3 separate regions of the Gossypium hirsutum genome follow, and all the other regions are linked to region 2. A link is a contact called in public Hi-C data. All regions are on one chromosome and are shown on one strand. The core of a region is the stretch at or near the end of the contact, and the rest is flanking DNA. Distances in the headings are between cores, read along the strand shown. Region 1 holds the start of LOC107952074 (endoglucanase 6-like). Region 2 has its middle 22 kb from the start of LOC107951157. Region 3 holds the start of LOC107952073.

Evidence for each region. Hi-C and Micro-C count contacts between places; a contact is called where the count stands out from the background.
Region 1: a contact with region 2 is called in a Hi-C map of leaf, with 1.7 times the contacts expected there. The contact joins the promoter of LOC107952074 here to the enhancer-like site in region 2. A contact is called at or near these places in 2 of 34 Hi-C or Micro-C datasets (both in leaf).
Region 3: a contact with region 2 is called in a Hi-C map of leaf, with 1.9 times the contacts expected there. The contact joins the promoter of LOC107952073 here to the enhancer-like site in region 2. A contact is called at or near these places in 4 of 34 Hi-C or Micro-C datasets (all in leaf).

The regions. Positions count from the first base shown.
Region 1 is chrA02:46,996,375-46,999,074 of Gossypium_hirsutum_v2.1, reverse strand. It overlaps LOC107952074 (endoglucanase 6-like), which reads left to right and starts at 1,325. Exons shown (of 8, transcript NM_001327596.1): 1 at 1,325-1,522; 2 at 1,613-1,825; 3 at 1,963-2,163; 4 at 2,619-2,700. The coding sequence starts at 1,325.
Region 2 is chrA02:47,918,227-47,920,972 of Gossypium_hirsutum_v2.1, reverse strand. No RefSeq gene overlaps it. Among protein-coding and RNA genes, the nearest start is that of LOC107951157, 22 kb to the left of the region's middle. Within about 2 kb of position 1,487, at least 6 of the 9 cell types and tissues checked have an H3K27ac peak or open chromatin away from gene starts, as enhancers often do. A contact at or near this core is called in leaf, where this site is marked.
Region 3 is chrA02:47,068,739-47,071,438 of Gossypium_hirsutum_v2.1, reverse strand. It overlaps LOC107952073, which reads left to right and starts at 1,305. Exons shown (of 4, transcript XM_041085612.1): 1 at 1,305-1,497; 2 at 1,805-2,700. The coding sequence starts at 2,477.

The DNA of each region.
Region 1 (2,700 bases), core at 76-2,575, 920 kb after region 2:
TGGCATGTATTAAATATATAAGAAATTTATTTGGAGTACTGTTTTTATAATTTTAAAGGTTACAATATGATAAAAATAAATTAAATTGCTTATAAAATTAGAATAATCAGTATGCAAAATATTAGCCTTATATATAAATATTAAGTTATTAGTTTAAGTTCAAAAGCTTACTTGAATTTATAAGAATTTACTTAAAAGATATTAATCTCAAAAAATGAGCTCAAATAAAAGTTAGACTCATTAAAAATTTAGGTTAAATTTAAGATTTTAATATGTAAAGTTCAAGGCTAGACTATTTTCTAAATTTATAATATATTATGTAATTTATAATAAATAAAAATTAAATATATAATAAATTAATAATATATTATAAACATTAAAAAATTGTATGTTAAATTGCTTATATTTAAAATTTAATAAATAAAAACATATAAATTTAAAATAGTAACTTGGGTTGAACTGAGTTTAAATAATCATAAAATCTATTAATATTATATATAAATCAGGCAACCCCACCCAACTGGGGACATCACTTTTAGGTCTTAGTTGTAAAACTTTTACCTAATACATAGACCTGTAATGCCAAACCCAATTATTTGCAAAGCCGAAATTGTCCAATATTTGTAGCCACAAGTTTGTGCAGTGCAGGTTTTGGTAGCAAAATGAGACATGTTGTTCTGACCGATTTCTGGGGTATTATGGACATTCAAAATCTTGAAACCTTCGGCTCCCACATCCCTGCGTTTTTTTTTCTCCTACCTGTTTGGTTTGGCAAATGAGAACTCAGTCTAATCAAAATCAAAACATCAACTTTAAATTTTGTACGTAATAATATTTTCAACATCAGCTGCTATTTTTTTCACCCTAAAATAGCATTAAAATCCACACCGACTCTTCCCAGTAAAGAGCCAGAGACACCCACATGATCCTGTTCTTTTCTTTTATCAGCCGTTTTCCTCTCCTCCAAAATGGCAAAAATAATTTTATTATGAAATAAAATTTAAAAATATTGCATTTATTGATCCCTTCCTATTTCTTGCCTCTCGGTTGCTTCCTTCCTTTTGCAATATATAGAGGCTTCAGCTCCTCTTCCATTTCCCATTCTCACTGCTCTCTCTTCCTCTCTATCTCCCTCTTGTTGGTGGGTTCATCAGGAATTTTAAACTGATAAAATTCTACCCACATTGTGTGTTTAATCCAAAATGGGGTCCTCTTATTAGTTTTAGAAAGTTGAAGGAAATCCCATTTTTGCAGTATAGAAACAGATTTGGTTTTCACTCTCTTGAAATTTGATTTTTAGTGTCTTTCTGATTACTGTGAATACATGGAGAAATCAATGTCAATGGCTCCTCTGCTTTTAATGGTACTCTGTCTTCCTTTTGCATTGGGTTGGCATGACTATAACCAAGCTCTCAGTAAGAGCATTCTCTTCTTTGAAGCTCAGAGATCTGGTTATCTTCCTCATAACCAGAGAGTCACATGGCGAGCTAATTCCGGCTTGAATGACGGCAAAGTCAGTGGGGTAAGCTAAACTTACACTCCCACTCCCATAGTCCCACTTTTTTTTCTTTTGAGAGTTATGGGGTTGTAATTTGATTGTGAAATTTAACAGGTGGATCTGGTAGGAGGGTACTATGATGCAGGGGACAATGTGAAGTTTGGTCTTCCAATGGCATTCACCATAACAATGATGTCCTGGAGTATAATAGAGTACGGCAAACCAATGGCTGCAAATGGAGAGCTCGGCCATGCCATGGAAGCCGTCAAGTGGGGTACTGACTATCTTATCAAAGCCCACCCGGAACCTTATGTCCTTTATGGAGAGGTGTATATATATATATTTAAATGCACTATTGTTTTTTGTAACTAATATGTCCAGATCTTTTTCAAATCACCAACTCGAAAGCAACATTTTAAGGCTAAGATCCATTTCCTATCAACTTGTTCTTTTTTTTTTTTTAGGTGGGAGATGGAAACACTGACCATTACTGTTGGCAAAGACCCGAAGACATGACAACCGACCGTCACGCTTACAAGATTGACCCGAGCAACCCCGGGTCGGATCTTGCCGGTGAAACTGCAGCTGCCATGGCTGCCGCTTCAATCGTCTTCCGCCGCTCCAACCCTGCATATTCCAGCGAGCTTCTTCACCACGCTTATCAGGTATTATTTTCCTACTCCCTTTAGCTTACAGTTACAGTTCACGATAAAATTTTTATTTATAAATGAAATTAATTTTTTTAATTTTAGAATTTATTTATTTATTTTGGTAGTAACTGTTCAAGTTCCTTTTTCCCCAAAAACCTGTTTAACATTTTGTCTCGTCTTTAAAGGAAACGTTGTCGTTTAAAGTAGTAGTAAACTTTTTCGGCGTATAAATCGGATCATGGCGCCCTTGCACCGTTAACACGTGTAATAAGTTATCTTATGACCGTGTAGATCTATTGTACTAGTAGATCTCAATCGTTCATTGTACCGTAAAGGTCTCAATTTAAATTTTCGTTTCTCACGTACTAACACTATGTCGACGGTCCAAATTAAACCCGCATATCCCAGAATTACCCTTCCTTCTTTCCGCATATTACATACACATTTTGATATTTGGTTTCTGTTTTCAGCTATTCGATTTTGCTGATAAGTACAGAGGCAAATACGACAGCAGCATCACAGTTGCCCAAAAATACTACCGATCCGTCAGCG
Region 2 (2,746 bases), core at 238-2,737:
AGGGAGGCATACCCAGCTCATCGAGCAACTGTTTAACCCATAGCAATTCAGCCACACAATTAGCGAGACTACAGTATTCAGCCTCAGAGGAGGATCGAGACACAACGAGTTGCTTTTTGGAGCACCATGTAATGGGATTCGACCCTAGATAGATAACATAACCAGTGGTGGAACGCCGATCTTCCACCGAGGAAGCCCAATCAGCATCAGAATAGCCGACTAACTCAAACTGGCCTTTGGAGAGAAACAATCCATGATCTAAAGTACCTAGAAGATACCCCAACACCCGTTTAACAGCCTTCCAATGAGCTTCACTAGGAGCGTTCATGTATTGACTAAGCTTATTAACACAGAATCATAAATCGGGACGAGTAATGCACACATATTGAAGCATGCCGACTATGCTTCGGTACAAGGGGCCATCAACAAATGGCGGGCTGTCATCAGAGGCAACTAGCTTTGGAGTGCTGACCATAGGTGTTGGTGTAGTCGATGCGCCTGACATGCCAGTCTTGTGAAGTATGTCTGTAATGTATTTTTTCTGGCTTAAGAGCAACCCTTGTGATGTATGATGAACAGAAATACCCAAGAAAAAGTGGAGTTGTCCCATGTCTTTTAGAGCAAATTGACGATGAAGTTGCTGCACCACAGTATCAATCTCATTAGTGGAGCTTCCAGTGATAATAATGTCATCGACATACGCCATAAGCAATAGAGAACTCTCTATAGTAGCTCGAATGAAAAGTGAAGGATCTGCTTTTGAAGCTCGAAAACCAAGTTGAGTAACCAGATAGTGTTTGAGAGTCTGAAACCAAGCTCGAGGGGCTTGTCTCAAACCATACAAAGCTTTGTTAAGCTTGCAGACTAGCTGCTGACCATTGGGATCGACCACCTCAAACCCTGGTGGTTGGCTTATGTAGACCTCCTCAGTCAACACACCATTGAGAAAAGCATTATTTACATCAACCTGTCTTAAGGACCATCCTTTCATGACCGCAAGAGCGAGAACAGTGCGAATAGTTGCTGCTCGTACAACTGGACTGAAAGTGTCACGAAAATCAAGTCCAGCATGCTGAGAGAACCCTTTTGCGACTAAGCGAGCTTTATATCTATCCACCGTGCCATCGGCGTTCCTTTTCACCTTAAAGAGCCATTTACAGCCTATGGCTCGTCTATTTTCAGGTAGTAGACAGAGACTCCAAGTGCGATTGTGAATAAGAGCTTGCAGCTCATTATGAACAGCAGCTTTCCAAGGCTCAGTGCTCATGGCAGCATGGATATCAACGGGAACATCTTCAGACATATCAGTTGCTGTACTCAGGTATACCTTAGGTTTAAAAATCCCTGCTTTGCTTCTGGAGACCATAGCATGAGAGTTATGAGGAAGACAGGTTGTTGAAGGGTTTTGACCAGGTAAGGGGTGTGGAGAGGATGGATCAGGTAGGCTGGAACTAGGTGGAGAAGGGGAAGAGTTGACTGAAGTGGGGGGAACATGATCAGACGAGATAGGTTGAGGTGTAGGATGCAAGGGGATGGCTAAGGGAGTGGTTGAAATAAGAGGTGGGAAACTAGTAGTGGAAGATTGAGCTGGCGACAAGACAAGAAGTCTAGAACTAGACTGTGACTTAGTTATAGGTGGGACAGATTGGTCAGCAATGGATTGAAATGGAAAGACTGTTTCATGAAAGGTGATGTGACGAGAGACATATACACGCCCATTACTATCCTGACAACGGTACCCTTTGTGCATGGGAGAGTAACCTAAGAATGTGTATGGGGTTGACCTAAACTGTAATTTATGAGTGTTGTAAGGGCGAAGGTTAGGAAAACACAGACACCCAAAGACACGTAGAAAGGAGTAATTTGGTGAGACTTTAAACTATTTTTCATACGGTGAGACCTGGTTTAGGGGGGAGGAAGGTAACCTGTTTATCAAATACACAGCAGTGCTGAAAGCATCACGCCAGTAGGATACTGAACCAATCCTTAGTTAGTTACTCTAACATACAAAATCTTTTGATGGTACAATAATGGAAAAGAGTAGTAGTAGATGAGGATTACCGGTCCAAGCCAAGTCAAAGATTTTGTCCATATCCAAAAAGCCAAGCACCTGACAATACATCAAGCATAATCTTTTGAAGTACAAATGAAGTCCCTCATGCTATGTCTATCAAACCTCTTAAGCAAATAATATAAGAGTTTTGTGATCATGAAAATGTAAAACTCCTGCAGCTGGAAACTTATTTAAAGTGTTTCTACATAATTGTTTACACATAGCAGAATGTTCATTCTGTGGCAAGTGTTAAGACATTATTATGGAGTTAAGCAGGTGTTAGTGTTCACGTTAATGTGAAAGGATTGAAGGCTAAACAAAAAGTTCTGTTGTGATTTTGAAACATAACTTCTGCAATATTCAGCTTTGTGACGGGAAAAAGACAAAACAAAATATCGGCTAATCTTTATCAGAGCTAGGTTTCGATCCTGAGACCTGTGGGTTATGGGCCCACCACGCTTTCGCTGCGCCACTCTGATTGTTGGTAAGCAGGTTGTAATTTAAATTATTAAAAGTATAGAGACACAAATCTGAAATTACACAAGACCCTCATTGGTGATTTTAGGTAATATCAATTTGAATTAATTCAATTTTCGATCATCCAAAATTGAGAACCGGGTTCTCCCGCGAGTTGTTTTATTTTTTCACTTTTAAGTTTAAATTATTTTTTAAAAAAATTGGGTCGAATAAATT
Region 3 (2,700 bases), core at 56-2,555, 850 kb after region 2:
AAAAAATTATGTTAAAATAACATAAATTATCAAAACAAAATAAACCTAATTGGACTATATGTTATTATTTGCATCTAATAATAAACAAAAAAATGTTAATAAAAAAATATAACAGAAACAAACCTCCACACTTTCTTTCAAACAAAAATAGTACCTTACAAAAATAATTTTTAAAAAAAATCAAACTATCAATAAATCAAAAACATTTGTCCAAAAATTCAAAAACAACAAAAATTAACATTTATAACTTATAAATCACAATAAACACTGAACTAAACGAATATTTTATGAATACTAAAAAATTACCTTTTTTGATATTTTTTGTTAAAATCCTAAACAAAATTCTCTTTTGATCTTTTTTTATATTTTTTTCAAACCCTAAACAAAACTCTCTAATCCTTTTTAACCTTAAAAAAAACCCCTTAATTCTTTTTTTCTATACCCTAATAAAAAAACCCTGTAATCGCCTTTTTATTCAAACCCTAAACTCTAACAAAATCCTTTTGTTCAAACCTCAAATCCTTAACAAATGTTTTTTTTTCCGGCTCTTCTCTATTTTGTAAATCTTTTTTTCTGTTTTTTTCCTTCTTCTCATTCTCTTCTCTTTTGATCTAATCTGTTTTCTTTTTTCTTTTTTTTTCTTTTTCACTTTGAGGGACCATGGTTATAAGGTCCCACAAACCCAATTTCACAAGACCTTAAGGGTCTCGTCCCATCACGACGCAGTAGTCGAGGGAATTAGGGTTGACACGATGCCACCTGTCAAGAGGGCTTCACCAGTGTCGCCTGGCACCCACCCTTCACCCAATTTTTTCGATTTTTCTTTTTGTTCATTTTCATTTTATATTTATTTTGTATTTATACTCACCTATTAAAAAAGTGTTTTTTTCACTATCAGTTAGAGAAGTCTGAAAATAGAGGTGGTGCCACCTATGCACCACCCTCTACCATCCCTGATATACCATTTTCGTAAATAATTCAGTTGGTTACCATTTTAGAATTTTTTTTTATATTATATATGCAAAAAAGCATAAATCTAAATTTGTTTTAAAGATAATTAATACCTAAACTTGAATATCTTACTTATATTGATACATGACTAATGTTGTTGGTTTTGTGTTCACACGTGCTATAAAAATATAAAAAAATTCGTAAATTAAAAAAGTTATTAATAATTAACGTTGCTTCAGAAACAGGAAAAGAAGATTTGCGATGCGATCCAAAACAAATGTCAATTATGCAACCTATATCCTTGGAACTCTGTTCCGTTTATATTATAACTCCTAAACGCCACCGTTTCCTTTCTCGGTTCAAAGTCTCCCTTTTTTTTCTCCCCCAGTTCCTATTCTGACTTTTTTTTTTTTAATCTACCCTTGTATGTCTGAGCTTCTTCTTTTTTCTCTAAAATATTGATGAAAAATCAAGTATTTCAAGTTTGGAAGTGGTGAATGTGGAAGCTGTCCAAATTAGTGTACAAAAAAAGGTCTCCTTTTTAAGGTTAGAAACCTTCAACCTCTTCTTCTTCTTCATATGTATTTAGACTGTTTTGAGGTTGCTTTTGATTAATTCTGTGATGAAAAGGTTCTTATTCTAGCACAAAAATTGGGTTTATGTTAAATATGGAAAGAAATTATGTTTCTTTGACGGGATTTTTTCTACTGCTAGTTGTTGTCGATTGCTCAAGTTCTGATCCAAAGGTGAGTTTTTTTTTTTAAAACGGAGAATGTTGATTAAATTGTTTAATTTCATTCATGGGATCAAATAAAATTTCTCATTGATTTTTCCTTTTTAGGGGAATGAACAGACTGGTTTAAATCAGAAATTAGATGGCACAGTGGAACCGGTGAAAGAAAATGGTAATTCTAAATCTGTTTCAGATTCAATTGGAATTAAAAACTTGAAAGGAAATGGAGGAGATCAAACTAATGGATCAAAATGAGATATTGGGAGTTTTACAAGTAAGAGTAATTTGAAACTGCAATCAGGTTCAAATGGAGGTGAGAATTTGGTGAAGGATGGGAAAGATTCAAGTAGTGAAGCAGAAGGAAAGTCAGACAATGAACAAGGAGGTGATATTGAGCACAAGGGTCGGGAAGAATCACATGTTGAAACCGGAGGAAAGACCAATGGTGGAGAAGGTGATAATGTGCAAAAGGCTTAGCAAGAATCACATTTTGATGCCGGAGGAAAGGCGGATGGTGGAAAAGGTGATAATGAGCACAAGGGTAAGGACGAATTGCGGTTTGAAGCCGGAGGAAAAGTGGACAATACAAAAGGTGATAACGAGTAAAAGGGTAAGGAAGAATCGCAGTTTGAAGCCAGAGGACAGGCAGATGGTGGAAAAGGCGATAAGGAGGGTCAGGAATCCAAAGGAGCAGTAGATGGTGCGAAAGAAGGTGATAATGAGCAAAAAGGTCAGAAAGAATCAAATCTTAAAACCAGAGGAGAGACGAATGGTGCAAAAGAAGGTGATAACATGCAAAAGGGTTTGGAAGAATCAAAACATGATAACAAAGGGAATACAGATGGTGAGATAGAAGGTAACAATGTGCCAAAGGATCAGGAAAAGTCAAATATTGAAGCCAAAGAAAAGATGGATGGTGAAGAAAAGGAAAAACCCGATGATAGTGAAGATCATAAGGAAGTTAAGTCCGAGAAAGACAAGACCCAGAAGTTGGTTATGCCACCACCACCACCAAC